2 separate regions of the Ovis aries genome follow, and region 2 is linked to region 1. A link is a contact called in public Hi-C data. All regions are on one chromosome and are shown on one strand. The core of a region is the stretch at or near the end of the contact, and the rest is flanking DNA. Distances in the headings are between cores, read along the strand shown. Region 1 overlaps RREB1 (ras responsive element binding protein 1). Region 2 overlaps RREB1 (ras responsive element binding protein 1).

Region 1 (6,482 bases), core at 2,665-5,164:
CCCCTGGGGGTCTCTGGGGGTCTGACCCGCCCACCTGGACAGGAAGAGCTGAGTCCTGGACTTCCCAGGGTGCCTCCTGTGGGACCTCTGCTCAAGGGTGCTGTGGCTCTAGCCAGCCAGACGGGGGTGGAGGGGGGGGTGTCGGGTCTGCCCCCTCGCTTTACACTCTTGCCGGTGGGAGATGAGGGGCCACCAGGGACGAGTCTCCCCAGGGACCACGTGCTTCACTCAGCATCCTGAGTGTGAAGAAGCTGGGTCCCCGAGCACCCCACCAACCTGCCTGTCCTGGCCACTATCTGCTGTGACCAGCACCCCCTCCCCTTCCATTAGGACTCCTTCTGGGGGCTCCACAGCGCCTGATCTGTGCCTGCAAGGATGGACGCACGGCAGAGCCAGGGCACAGAGTGACGCCAAAGAGAAGGAAAGAAGAGGGCAGGTGGGGAAGGAAGGGGGTGGGCTTCAGGACACAGGGGTGGGCTACTGTCTGCTGCCTCACTGGAGTCCTCTGCTTTCCCCAGCTGCCACGTTCCAAGGTCGCAGCTTCTGAGGTCACTGGGAAAAGGCTTTGTGTAGCAACAAACAGGGCTCACTGCTCTCTTGTGACCCCAGGGCTGCCCTGGTTGGAAACACACACACACACACACACACACCCGGGTCAGACAGACAGAAAGACACCCGCCCCCCTGCCCCCAAGGCAGCCAGCCAGCACTGCTCCCTCAACCCGCCGTGGGGGCTGGTCTTCCATTTAGAGTCTGATTCGCATCACCAGGCCCCAGAGCCAGTGCAGGCACACGCACCCACACACCTGGGGAATAGACAACACGGACCTGTTGCCCGGGATCCCCAGGACTGGAAGGACTCGCACTGCCTGAATCCACACACCCCAAGTTTGAGCATCAGCGGTAGCCAAAGAAAGGGACGTCCACTCCCTTCTGAGAGATGGTTCCAGACTGCTGGTAGAAGTTTTTAAATACAGATGTCTAGAACCATTAGAGACAGTGCAGTTAGAAGGACGGGTAAGTGGAATCAGAAACCAGTCATGTGCGGGGCTTCCCTGGGGGTTTGGCGGTAAAGAATCCGCCTGCCAGTGCAGGAGACCGGGGTTCGATCTCTGGTCCGGGAAGGTCCCACACACCGCTGAGCAGCGAGGCTCGAGGGCCACAACCTCTGAGCCTGTGCTCTGGCGTCCAGGAGGCACGCCTCCCGAGCCCACATGCCTCAATCCTGCGCTCTGCAACCAGAGAAGCCAGCATAGTAAGAAGCCAGTGCATCGTGGCTGGAGAGCAGCCCCACGCGCTGGGACTAGAGAAAAGCTCGTGCACAACAACGAAGACCCAGCACAGCCGAAAATTTTAAAAACAGTTACTCTAGGGAGCTCCACGTGGGCCTGAGAGGATGAACTGGAGAACCCGTGCTTCACAAACTTTGCAGGTGTTTTGTGCTAAATTTATAAAAATTCCCATGTTAAAAAAAAAGAGAAAGTCATGCTTTTTGTGTGAAGACGAGTTGTCAAGTATTTTAGTTTTCTTTGTGTGTGTGTGTGCCCTTCAAATTACTTTTCACTAAATGTCAAACCTAATGTTTAATAATTATTCAGGCTCTGTTGTAAGGAAGAAGAAAATATTTTCCCTTTAACATTTCTTTCTCCAAGGGGAATACAATCACAGTCTCCCTGAGTCAGGCCAGTGTGAAAACAAGAGAAACAGGCCCGAGGAGAAAACAAGTCAGAAGCTGTGACTGTGAGCTGTGATCTCGTTCTTGATTTCAAACAGAGCGGCTGGCTTCTTGCTTCTCCCTACTATCTGAGGTACTCTACGATCTCCACGCTAGTAAACGCTTCACTTTTACAGCCCGTTTCAAGAGCCAGGCGGATGTCTCATAATGAGGAAGATGCATGCTAAGGCTAAGTTTAGAAACCAACTCAATGACCTGGAAGTATTGTATCCAATTAGGAAGATTCCCAAAGTGACAACCAACAGGAGCCTTTAAAAGTCCCCCTTTCACTGTGTAAGTCACACATTTTAAACAGCAGCGTGCCCTGCAGACTGCATGGACAGAGGAAACAAGAGCCCTTCTAGTATGTTGCTGTCACAGTCTTCAGAAAAGCCTTGCTGACTGGTGATCCGTATGGAAGGTACCTGACGATTTCATCCATTTGGTAACAGGCACAGAAGACTGCGTCAGAAGGGCTGTTTCTAAATGCACCTGTGACCACAGGCAGCTGCCTTCGCACCAAAGACCTATAACATCCTTCGACCCACGCTCGCGGTGTCAGAACAGTCAAGAAATGAAGACAGAAATTTTACAAGAGGCACATGGCGCTGTCTGGCAGCCAGGGCAGGAGGGAATAAAGGGTGAATGCCCAGAGTAAGTGTGATGACCTGCCTTCGCCCCCTCAGCCAGCCCTCCATCGCCCTCCTGCCCCCGGGTCTCTTTCTTTCAGGATCGGGCAGAGATGATGCAGGGCTGGCCAGGAAGACACTCCCAGAGCTGCCTCCTAAGAAAGTGAAAAGCAGTCAAACCCCAGCGAGGCTGGGAGAGCTTGCCACACTGAGGTGTGCATCCCACTGGGAGCGCTCTCCACACTGAGGCATGCATCCCACTGGGAGCGCTCTCCACACTGAGGCGTGCATCCCACAGACTCCAGCCCAACGTGGTGTCTGTGAACAGAGGGTGGGAGAGGTAGGTGGGATCCAGGCTGGCAAGAAAGATCAGTGAGACCAACCACGAGGAAGTGGGCGAGGCCAGGGACTAGGACTGGCAGAGCTGGAGGCACCTCAGCCCTCACAGGGTCCCGACGCTCCATTTCACCAGAAGGAAGTCGGGTGGGGCTGAAATGAACCATTTTCTGGCACTGTCTCTTCTACCTGTAGCCTGAAAACACACGGGACGCTCACAAGGGGAAAAGGCGGAAACCAGTGAGCCATCTTCTGAAGAGGCGGACTGGTTAGGCTGAGAGGAAGGAGCCAGGGTGGCCCCCCTTAACTAGATGCCTCGGGCCAGCAGGGGAGTGGAAGGAGGAAGGAGCTGAGTGCAGACTGAGCCAGGACACGGATTGTGCCAGCCACGCCAGCTTCCTCCTGAGACACGGCTCCTAGAACCTGAGCCACGCAGAGAAAGTGCTGAGACTACACGCCCCTTGCCTGAGCAGCAGCGAACCCCCAGCTGGACACTCAACCCTGGGCTGCTTAATGCTGCCTGTTTAGGTGGCGGGATGGCCTGCAAACATGTTTGGGAGACCCTGCAGAGATGTTGGAATTCGCTGTCCCTGCTGCTGAACGCTCCCTAAAAGCACTAAGCAGCTTGATGCAGAGATTGCCTCTGGAAGCTGAGGCTGTGAAAGAGCAGAGGAGGGCAACTGAGCCCACGGGGCGCTAACACCATCCTGTCAGCAGCTCGGGGTCCACAGCCACGCTACACCTTGTCTCAAACCACCTCCACATCCTGTGCCTTGGGGATAGGTCAGGACACGCACGACCCCCATATCCTCAGACAGGGCAGGGGCGGCGGCAGGGACCCGGCCAGGCTCCCAACCCAGGACCACCAGAACGCCTGCAGGCCAATCACTCAACCCTCCCTGAGCCTCGGTCTCCTCTGGGCAAGATGGGGACAGCATGGCTCTCATGGCCCATCACCAAGACGAGCTCTGGACGGCTGCTCTGCCCGCCAGAGACGAGGCCTGCGATGCCCACGGCAGGAACACAGGGCAGACAGACAGGGACAGTGACCCCAGGGGCGCGGTGACTGAGCGGAGAAAACAAGGTCACACCTGCTCCCGCCCGCCCTGTCTCCCACTCCCCTCTCCCCCGCCTCCTAATCTTAAACCAAGAGGACGCCTGGGCACTTTATGGGAACTCCTACCAGACGCCTGCAGAGACTTGGCACAAGTCTGGAGAGGAAGTACCCGCCGTACAGTCCTCTCAGGGAGACCGTGGGCTTCCCGGGAAGAGAACAGAACATTCCAGAGCCAGGGGGACGTGCTGGACCCGGGGGAGGAGTGAGCGGGCAGGCAGCGCCGGCTCCTCAGACCCCGTCTGCCGAGAAGTCAGGAGAGGAGTGTTCACTTCTCAGAGACCCTGCGGGTGACAGGCGGGTGCCACCCCAACAGGGCGGCAAGAGAGACTGCCGTGGGGGGTGCCTTCTGAGAAACGCTTTCCTCCTGAAGCCCCCCGGGGCCCTCGTCACCCACAACGGCTCTGCCATCCCCTCCCCATGTGCCCCTTCAGCCTACCCCAAACAGTGCACGTGAGATGCATACACTAAAAATCATCTGTTGCTTATTTGAAATCCAAGACTTAACTGGGGTCCTGCATTTTATCTGGCAATCTTGTACTGCACAACTCTTCTGGTTCAGGTCTGATCAATTTATATCTGGGTGGTCATCTCCAAAAGGTTAAGAATCTCACCCAAACTACCCTTAGTTCAAAGATATAAATCCTGTTTGAATCCTCAGTGACTCAGAATTAAGATGGGAGTTGCATGGTCACTCGACCATTAACTACCTGGAGTCAAATTATTTAAAGTGTATTTCTTATCTTAAACTTCTCTTTAAAAATCAATATATGAAAACATTTGAAAAATACTCTGGGGCTATCTGTTTGACAACTTAAATCTGTTACTTAGAGGAATATAATCTCATGTTTCTCTGGAACAATCCACCTTAGTACAAGCAAAAACATTTTTAAATTCTACAACTAGTCTGACACTGATGACAATATCCGGAAGAAGGCGTGGTCGCCTCAGTGAACTGAAAAGTGGCTGCACAATCTGCAATAGACCCCTTTAGAATGCACAACAGTCAAAAGAACATCACAGAATGTTTGCAGTTTTAAAAGCTGCCTTGAGGATGGGATGCAAATTCTTCTGTCGAAGTCCCCGTTCCCCTACCTGCCTCCTCCCAACCAAGGGACGAGATGGCCCAGGACCACCGCACCTGAAAACACCCCAGCATCTCCCTTTGCCAGACGCCCTTGGGGGCCCATTCTGGGTACTGACTCTTGGGCCATCAGGCAAGCCCCCCCACTCCTGGGCCTGAAGAGGAGGACAAGCTGGGAAGCGGGGTGCGGAGGAGGGCCGCGTGGCGCCGCTCCGCGCTGCCCGCCCTCTTACCGGTGTGCGTGAGCATGTGCCTCTGCAGGGAGCTGGCCCAGGGGAAGAGCCGCGAGCAGTGCGGGCAGCTGATCTTCTGCAGGCAGTTAGTGTATGAGCTGCGCTTCGCCCTCAGCAGCCTGTCCTCGGGCGGGCTGCCCTGCTCCTCGTCGCTGGGCCCGTTGTGGTCTGCGGGGGCTGCGGCCACCTCGTCCTGGGCGTCGTCCTCCGCGCTCTGCAGAAACGGGCTGAACTTGTTGGTGTCCGTGGTGGCCAGCATCCTCTCGATGCTGGCGAACTCCCCACTGGAGTCCAGGTCCACCCCGCCGCTGCTGCGTGCCCGGCTCCGCGTCCCCCTCTTCCGGCCCCTCTTCTTCGACAAGCTGGCTGGTCCCTGCTCGGTGGGCGAGGCTGCCTCTGGGCTGTTGGAGGAGGGGGGTGAGTCACTGGATTCTTTCGGGCTGGTGACGTCGGTGGTGGCTTTGGGGAGGGCACCCCCGATGCTGTCTGAGGCCGCGGCAGTACTGCCAGTTCCTGCCGGCCCCGGGTCGGCCACCTTGGTCTTCAGCAAGGTGGGGGCCGAGGACACGGATGAGATGATCTGGGCGATGGAGGCCAGCGGGGGCAGCTCGTCCGTCACGGGGGGCTTTGGCAAGAGCAGAGGGGGCTTGGGACGCAGCGGCCGCAGCAAGGCCGGGCTGCCGAGAGTGGAGCTGCCCAAGAGCGGAGAGCTGTTGACCACGGCTGAGGAGTAGAGGGGCACGGCGATTTGAACGGGGCCCTGCGGGGGCAGCGCCGCAGCTTCCAGAGGGCTGGCCGCTGAAGATGCCGCGGCGGGGACCCCTGGCTTCTCCAGGGCCTCGCTGGCGCCCAAGGTCGCCGGCAGCGTGGGGCAGGCCGGTGGGCCCGGGGAAGTCTGCTCGCTGCTCCCGGGTTCCTGCTCAGGCTTCTTGGCCTCCCCGGGAGTAGCTGCGTCCTTGTCTCCTCTCCGGAAGTTCTTGGGGATGGACAGGTCGATGGGCTCCATGGAGCAGTCGTAGGGGGCGGAGGGGCTCAGGAAGGCAGCCACGTTCTCCTGCTTCACTTGGATCAGGGCCAGGCCCTTCTGGGAGAAGTCCAGGGGCTCATTGAAGTCGGAGGCGAAGTTACCCGCAGGCTCCACTTTGACGGCAACGTGCGGGGGCAGGGGCTGGGCGGGGCCCGCGGGAAGAAAGCCGTTCTGGGGCTCCAGGAAGGCAGCCAGGGGCTTGCGCTCGCCCTCGTCGGCGCGGCCTGGGGCCTCGGCGGGCGTGTCGGTGGGGCCCAGGCCGTCGGCCGCCAGGACGTAGCTCTCGATGTCGCGCTCGGGCACGTGCAGGTGCTGCTTGAGCACGTGGTGGATGCAGTTGCGCTTG
Region 2 (6,482 bases), core at 2,718-5,217, 120 kb after region 1:
CTTGACCACACAGAAATATGAACTTTCTCTATGTCAAAATTAAAGAGCAAGGGGATTTCCCTGGTGGTCCAAGAGCTAAGGCTCTCTGCTACCAACGCAGGGGGCCCTGGGTTCAATCTCTGGTGAGGGAACTAGATCCACATGCCACAACATGTGTAGCCAAATAAATAAATAATAGAAATAAAAACTCATTAAAAATAAAAATTAAATCAAAAGGGAAACATAAGTTTTTTTTTACAGAAGAAATATAAATTAAGCCAAGTAGTTAAAAAAATTTTATCTATTAAATTAGGAAAAGAAATTCTCAAAGTCCACTAGGATGAATGAAGCAAGTGGAAGCCTTCACATGTTGAGCTGCTACTGGCATCGTAAATGGACAAAACCTTTTGGAAAGCTTTATTGGCACATTTTATGTACATATTATTACAAACATTTTTTTAAAGTAAGAAAACAAAACAGAAATGTATCAAAATGATACAGAAATCGTGTCAGAGTGATGGGAATGTGTTATATTTTTTCTATTTCCCAAATTTTACATAATTGCATTACTTTATTAGTTTACTAATTTAATTAGACTTATTCTTACCCATCTGAACTTTATGTATTATCCCCTTATATTACAGAATTTTATCAAAGAATTTTATAACATCAGAAATCTGATGTTAAAGCCACAATTTTCAAAATAATCAAAAAACAATCATTCCATTTAAAATATAAACTTGGCCATAGACAGGTCTTTCATTTTTCCCATTTAACCTGGAAAACTAGTACTTTTGTGGTAGGTGAGCATCTTTTTCAATAGCAGGGACTTTCCTGGTGGTCCATCAGCTAAGAATCCACTCTCCCCAAGCAGGGGGCCTGGGTTTGACTCCTGGTCCAGAACTAGATCCCACATGCCGAAACTAAAATCCTGAATCCTACAACTAAGACCCGGAGAAGCCAAATAAACAACAACAACAATAATAAAAATAATAAAAAGCAGCAGGAGGAGCAGGATATCTTTGTAAAACTCAAAACCGTGTCAGCAGTGAGTTAGCCTTCTGATGCAAGCACACCCCCCAGTAAACTGATCAAAGAGAGCGCCCCTGCTCCTGCCCACAGGCTCGAAGAAAGATCTTCAAGGCATCCCAGCCCACTCCAAGATGCTTCCTCTGGGACGGAGCTAACAGCAGCCCTGTTCACAGGCCTCTTATGTGCAGTTGCCCAAAGACACACAGGGCTTAGCTAGAGTGGAGGAAAACAGGGGCTCAGAGCTTGACCCCAGGCAATGGAAGGGTAAGGAGCCTTCTCCCACCTGTTCCATCACACAGAAACACAGAAGCGGGGTTCAGCTCTGCACACCATCAAACACCCACATTACCTCGCACTCTCCCAAACTCCCATGAGACACCAGCCCACTCCCATTAGGAGGTCTGGGACCCAAACACCAGAAGACAGCAACAGTCAGCAAGCATGTGGAGAAAATTAAATCCTTGTGCACTGCTGGTGGGCATGTAAAATAGAAGCGCCTCTATGGAAAACAGTATGGCAGTTCCTCAAAACATTAAAAATAGCATTACCCCATGATCCAGCAATTCCACTTCTGCATCTATACCCCGAAGAATTGAAAGCAGAATCTCAAACATATTCGGACACTCATTATTCACAACAGCTAAAAAGTGTTCACAGATGATGAATGAAGACACCGAATGGGGTCTACACAGCGGAACATCCCTCAGTCTTAAAAAGGGATGAAGAACTGACACAGGCTACAACTTGGATGAATCTTGAGAATATTATGCTGAGTGAAATAAGCCAGACGCAAAAGGACAAATACTGGATGATTCTACCCACAGTACATCCCTGGAGTGTCAAATCTAGAGATGGAAAGAAGAATGCGGGCTCCCAGAGGGTGATGGAGATGGACAGACTTTAAAGTGGGGGAGATGAGAAAGTTTTGAAAATGGATGGTGACGATGGTTGCACAAGAGTGTGAAAGTACTTAATTCCAGTAAACCGTACGCTTAAAAAAACGCTACAGTAGTAAATTGTACGTAACGTCTGTTTCATCTATAATAGGCCACTGCCACATGAATGCTAAAGGCACCAGTCCATTCAGCGGATCTTTTATTCGAGGATGCAGATCGCTCCTGGGGACAGCCCCGTGAGACAGCACACGCCTGCGCGCACGAGACAGACCCCGGCAGGGCAGGGGCCGGAGGGCAGGTTCACACTCGCGTCGTAGGCCTCGCAAGGGGACGGCACAGGAAGCAGAGCGCTCGAACCATGAACTGCAGAGCAATTTCCTTCTCCCCGTCTCCGCAACTCAGAATTTTTTTTTTTTTTTTTTTACAAAAGTCGTTTACCAAGGGGCAAAGTTCTCAGCCCACAGAACTCCCAGGGCTGGGCTCCCCCGCTGCTGGCAGAGTCCTTCCACGTCCCGCAGAGCTTTCTGGGGGCTGGGAGGGGGGCCCCTGGGAGAGGCGGCAGACGGGGCCACTGCACCATAAATGAGGGGCTGAAATGAGGCCGGTCAAGAGGTCTGGTCTGGGGACTTGCTTCAGCTGCCTAGGTTCAAGGACTATTTTGAGAATTTCATTTAGCCAGAGTCAAACACGGCAATTTGTAACTTGCCTAATTTAAGTCACCTGTCCCCAGGCCAGGGTCCCATTCAGCCCCTCCTGCATTGTTGGCTAGACAAAGATCTTAGCACACTTTTCTTTTTAAAACCCGGTCCAGTGGCTCTCTGAGGCTGTCTTCAGTCTTCTAAAGACTCTCTGGCCACCTACTGGATTTTTTCAGCACGAGGGCTGGGCAGAAAAAGAGCAGCTCGTTGCCCTTGTTCAAAGGAAAGCGAGAAGTGACGCAGACTAGAAGCTGGTGAGACTTCACCATCAAGTACCCAGGGGGATTTGCAAGAGAATAGCTCAGACACAGCCCTACTGCCCTCCTCTCAAGGAAAAAGCCAATTATTCCTCCTGCCTCAAGAGTCGAGCAGGACTGTGGCACCTAAGAGCCCTGTGACATCTTCATCCCAGGCACCGGGAGGCGAAAAGAAGAGTGACAAAAATTCAAGTCCCTTGGCTGTTTTTTTTTATTTTTCCTGTTACCAGGAGGAAGAAAGTTTAAATGGTTTGTCAGTTTTTACACATATAAAACAGGATTATCAGCTACTTTCACTTTCTCACAAACAGCTCTAGTCTTCTAAATGAGTCCTGCATAAGGCGTTTAGTGTAAACCAAAGTCGTTTTGATTAATAAAGAGACATTGAAAAAAAAACACCCTCCCTCCCCCCCTCGTATTTTAAACAGGAGGATTCTGTCAGATGTGGTCCTTGAGATCAGAGAGCAGAGTTAGGAGAAAAAAAAAAAAAATCGAAGTGACGACTCATTCAGGAAGAAGACACCGAAAGTGAAAGATTCATTCATGAGTTTCTAGCTCTCAGCTCGTGTCTCGGAAGAGAAGGAGGTTCACGGTGGAGGCTGAGAAAGGCTGGGCCGCGTGGGAAGTGATGGGGTCGCCAGGCTGTGCTGGGAACTGCTGAGCTGTTTCAGCCAGCGTGGTCACAGTTATGCAGAACAGGGTCCCCAGATGACAACTTCTCAAAGCCGCATTGGAGCTGGGGAGGTGCTGGTCCTTGGAGTTTCCCCCTCCGCCCGGCAGGCACTCATCCTGGCAGGTGGTACTGCCTGGTGGGGTGGGGGGGGGGAGGTGCAGGAGGAGGAGGTGGCCTGGAGAGCTGGTTTCAGACACATTTGGCCCCCGTGGGGAGGGCCAGGGCCTGGCGGCTCTGGTTCACACATGTGTGCCCAGCACTCACAGCCCCCATGTACACAGGAGGAGACTGGGGTCAGAGGGTGACTGGCAGGAGGTCCAAAGCTACAGGAAGCTGGGGCTTGCCTTCAGGCCGCCCACCCCAGCTCCCAGGGCTGAGTATTCTCACTTCTTGAAATCTGAAAGCCCTCCCGGGGACTCAGAGCTGCCAGAAGGCACTTGACAGGGCCACGTGGCCATGCAGCGCCCCCAGCAGCTGTGCGTCACCAGGAGGTGGGGCCCAGATGCAGATTCCCCGGGGGTCTGAGGGCAGAGGCAGAGGAAGAAGCCAGGCAAAGAGGAGAAAGCAGCTCAGTGGCCTGCAGGCTGGGGCGCAGACACCCACAGATGCTCCTCCTGGTCCCCCTCTGCCTCCAGCCTCCCTGAGCTCTCCTGGCGACTCAGGGTGTCACCCCTGCTCCCTTCCGTTTGCCCAGCCGCTGAGGATAAGCCCTCAGAAAGGCTCTCCTTAGCTTGGCGGCTGCAAGACTGACTGCAGTGAGTTGTTCCGAGCCACAACAGCTTGCCCTGGAAACAGGTCTGGATTGTGAAGCGGATACGAAAGGAAATTGCCATGTCCTGAGAGCGCTGACTCCGTCTTGAACCATGTGGTCTGCCTGCAGGATCGCACTTCACCTTCACCACACTCCCTGAGGCAGACATCTGGCCCCATCTTGCAGATGGGAGGGTTAGTGGGATTGGATCTCACAGGATCAGAGTGAGCCTCTCTGGCCCCAAAGTCCCTGCTTTATCACCTGTTCCTGAAGGTGGCTCAGACGGTACAGAATCTGCCTGAAAAGCTAGAGACCCAGGTTCAACCCCTGGGTCGGGAAGATCCCCTGGAGAAGGGAATGGCAACCCACTCCAGTATTCTTGCCTGGAGAATCCCATGGACAGAGGAGCCTGGCGTGGGGTCACAGAGCGACACAAAAGTGACCCAGCACTTTCCCGAAATCATCCCAGCGGTGTCCCTCTGGCTGGTTTGGCCTCTACTTGAAATACGGATTCGGACTCTCTTCAAAGAGGCTGATGTTAAAACCGACCAACAAATTGAACTGTCTGCTTTGTTCAGACACCTCTGAGCTGCCCCGGTCTGCTGAAGGTCTGCCCTGCCTGCATGTCTTGCCTTAAGGATGGAAAGTGAGAGGACCATGAAATGCCAGGTGTTGCCAGGGAGAAGCCGGCTGAAAACACCTGCAGCCATAAAGACCTGCCTGGAATGGCTCTTCCTGCTTTCCCCAAAGGCAAACCAAGATATCAGGAAAGCTGGGGAAGGGCCCTGATAGACCCCAGTGGAGGGCCTTCCCTGGGGTGTCCAGTGGTCTCCCTGCTCCCAGTGCAAAGGAAGATCCCACATGGCGCATGGCACAGCCAAAAAGAAAAAAACAAAACAAAACAAAACAGGGTGGAAAGAGTTACCAGCGGGCTGGAGGACCGCTGCTCTGAACACAGAGGTCCTCTTTTCCTGCTGCACCACGAGTGCGTGGAGCTCCGCCAAGATAACAGGACAAAGGTTAAGGACGGCTGATAAGCTGAGCCAGAGGTGGAGGCTGAGAGGCTATGAATTTGCAAAGCTAGGAGGAGCAGCCCCAGGAAAGGAGAGGAACATGAGAGGTCCAGGCATCACTTGCACAGCGAGGGGGCTCTGCCGGCCAGCTGAGTGAAGCAAGCCATTTTCAAAGAGAAGTAACCACCCAGAGGAAACGGGTCGAGATCCACGTTTTGAATTCAGACAGATGATCAGTGGTTGCTCCCCACGCACGGCCTACCGTGGCCGGCCAACCCTGTAGGCTTTACGGGCTGCACGGATAGTGGCTGTTTCAAATAATAGAGCGCCGTGAACATGGTGAAAATGCAACTCAAAAATCTGGCCAGCCAGGGCCCCGATTCCATTCGGAATTGAAGACTCTTTGTGGGTGGGGACGCCAAGGTGCTCTCCTTATAGAAGAGATGTATTTCCAGCTCCTGAGGCCTCTGAGAGATTCCAGAATCGGGCACAGGTTTTTAGACTGCGGAAATGGCAACCTGCTTCACTATTCTTGCCTGGGAAATCCCACAGACCGAGGGCTATGGTCCATGCGGCCGCAAAGAGCTGGACACGACTGAGCGACTAAGCATGCTGGAGGGGTTGATAAACTAAGCAGTCACAACACTGGGCTCTGACCACAGGTCACAAGGCTCCTGGCTGTTGGTGGAGAAAGCTCTCTGGGGGAGGTGAGGGGGTCCATCATATAACTCAGGGTCTCTGGAACCTACATGGCACCTGCCACAAAAACCCAAATGGCTGTGAATTCGAAAGTGTGCTGGGCCCCTAGAGTAGGCTCAGTACACCTCCCAGTCAAGACATTTACAGGCCCCAAGAGGTCCCCTCCAGCTAAAATCTGTGCCCACAAAGACAGAAGTGATTTGCAATTGTAACTGGCCGTGCAGAAAGATGGTACAAGGAAAGCGGCCTTGCTGCGGTTTTCCAGTGCTGTCTAGTCCCCTCTGGGTGGGCTCGCTGGTTGACCAGGTTCCATACTGTCCAAACTCCCACTGCAGGTGATGTCAGTCCCTTGCGCCTGGCTGCCTCTGCAGTAGAACATTCCCAGCCTGGATGTGAAGGCTTCCTCACCACTGCCCTCTGCATCTGCACGAGACCGTGGTCCACAGATGCCCTGCAAGAGAGCAGCAAGGCCAGGTCCTACCTC

What was found. Hi-C and Micro-C count contacts between places; a contact is called where the count stands out from the background.
Region 2: a Hi-C map of omental adipose tissue shows a contact between it and region 1, with 2.9 times the contacts expected there. The contact joins two enhancer-like sites. A contact is called at or near these places in 4 of 16 Hi-C or Micro-C datasets (blood, liver, omental adipose tissue and 1 more).

Annotation. Positions count from the first base shown.
Region 1 is chr20:47,221,972-47,228,453 of ARS-UI_Ramb_v3.0, forward strand. It overlaps RREB1 (ras responsive element binding protein 1), which reads right to left. Exons shown (of 13, transcript XM_060403789.1): 10 at 5,110-6,482. Among named protein-coding and RNA genes, the nearest start is that of SSR1, 56 kb to the left of the region's middle. Within about 2 kb of position 3,915, at least 7 of the 54 cell types and tissues checked have an H3K27ac peak or open chromatin away from gene starts, as enhancers often do.
Region 2 is chr20:47,345,929-47,352,410 of ARS-UI_Ramb_v3.0, forward strand. All of the region lies in intron 1 of RREB1 (ras responsive element binding protein 1), which reads right to left. Among named protein-coding and RNA genes, the nearest start is that of RREB1, 26 kb to the right of the region's middle. Within about 2 kb of position 3,968, at least 18 of the 54 cell types and tissues checked have an H3K27ac peak or open chromatin away from gene starts, as enhancers often do.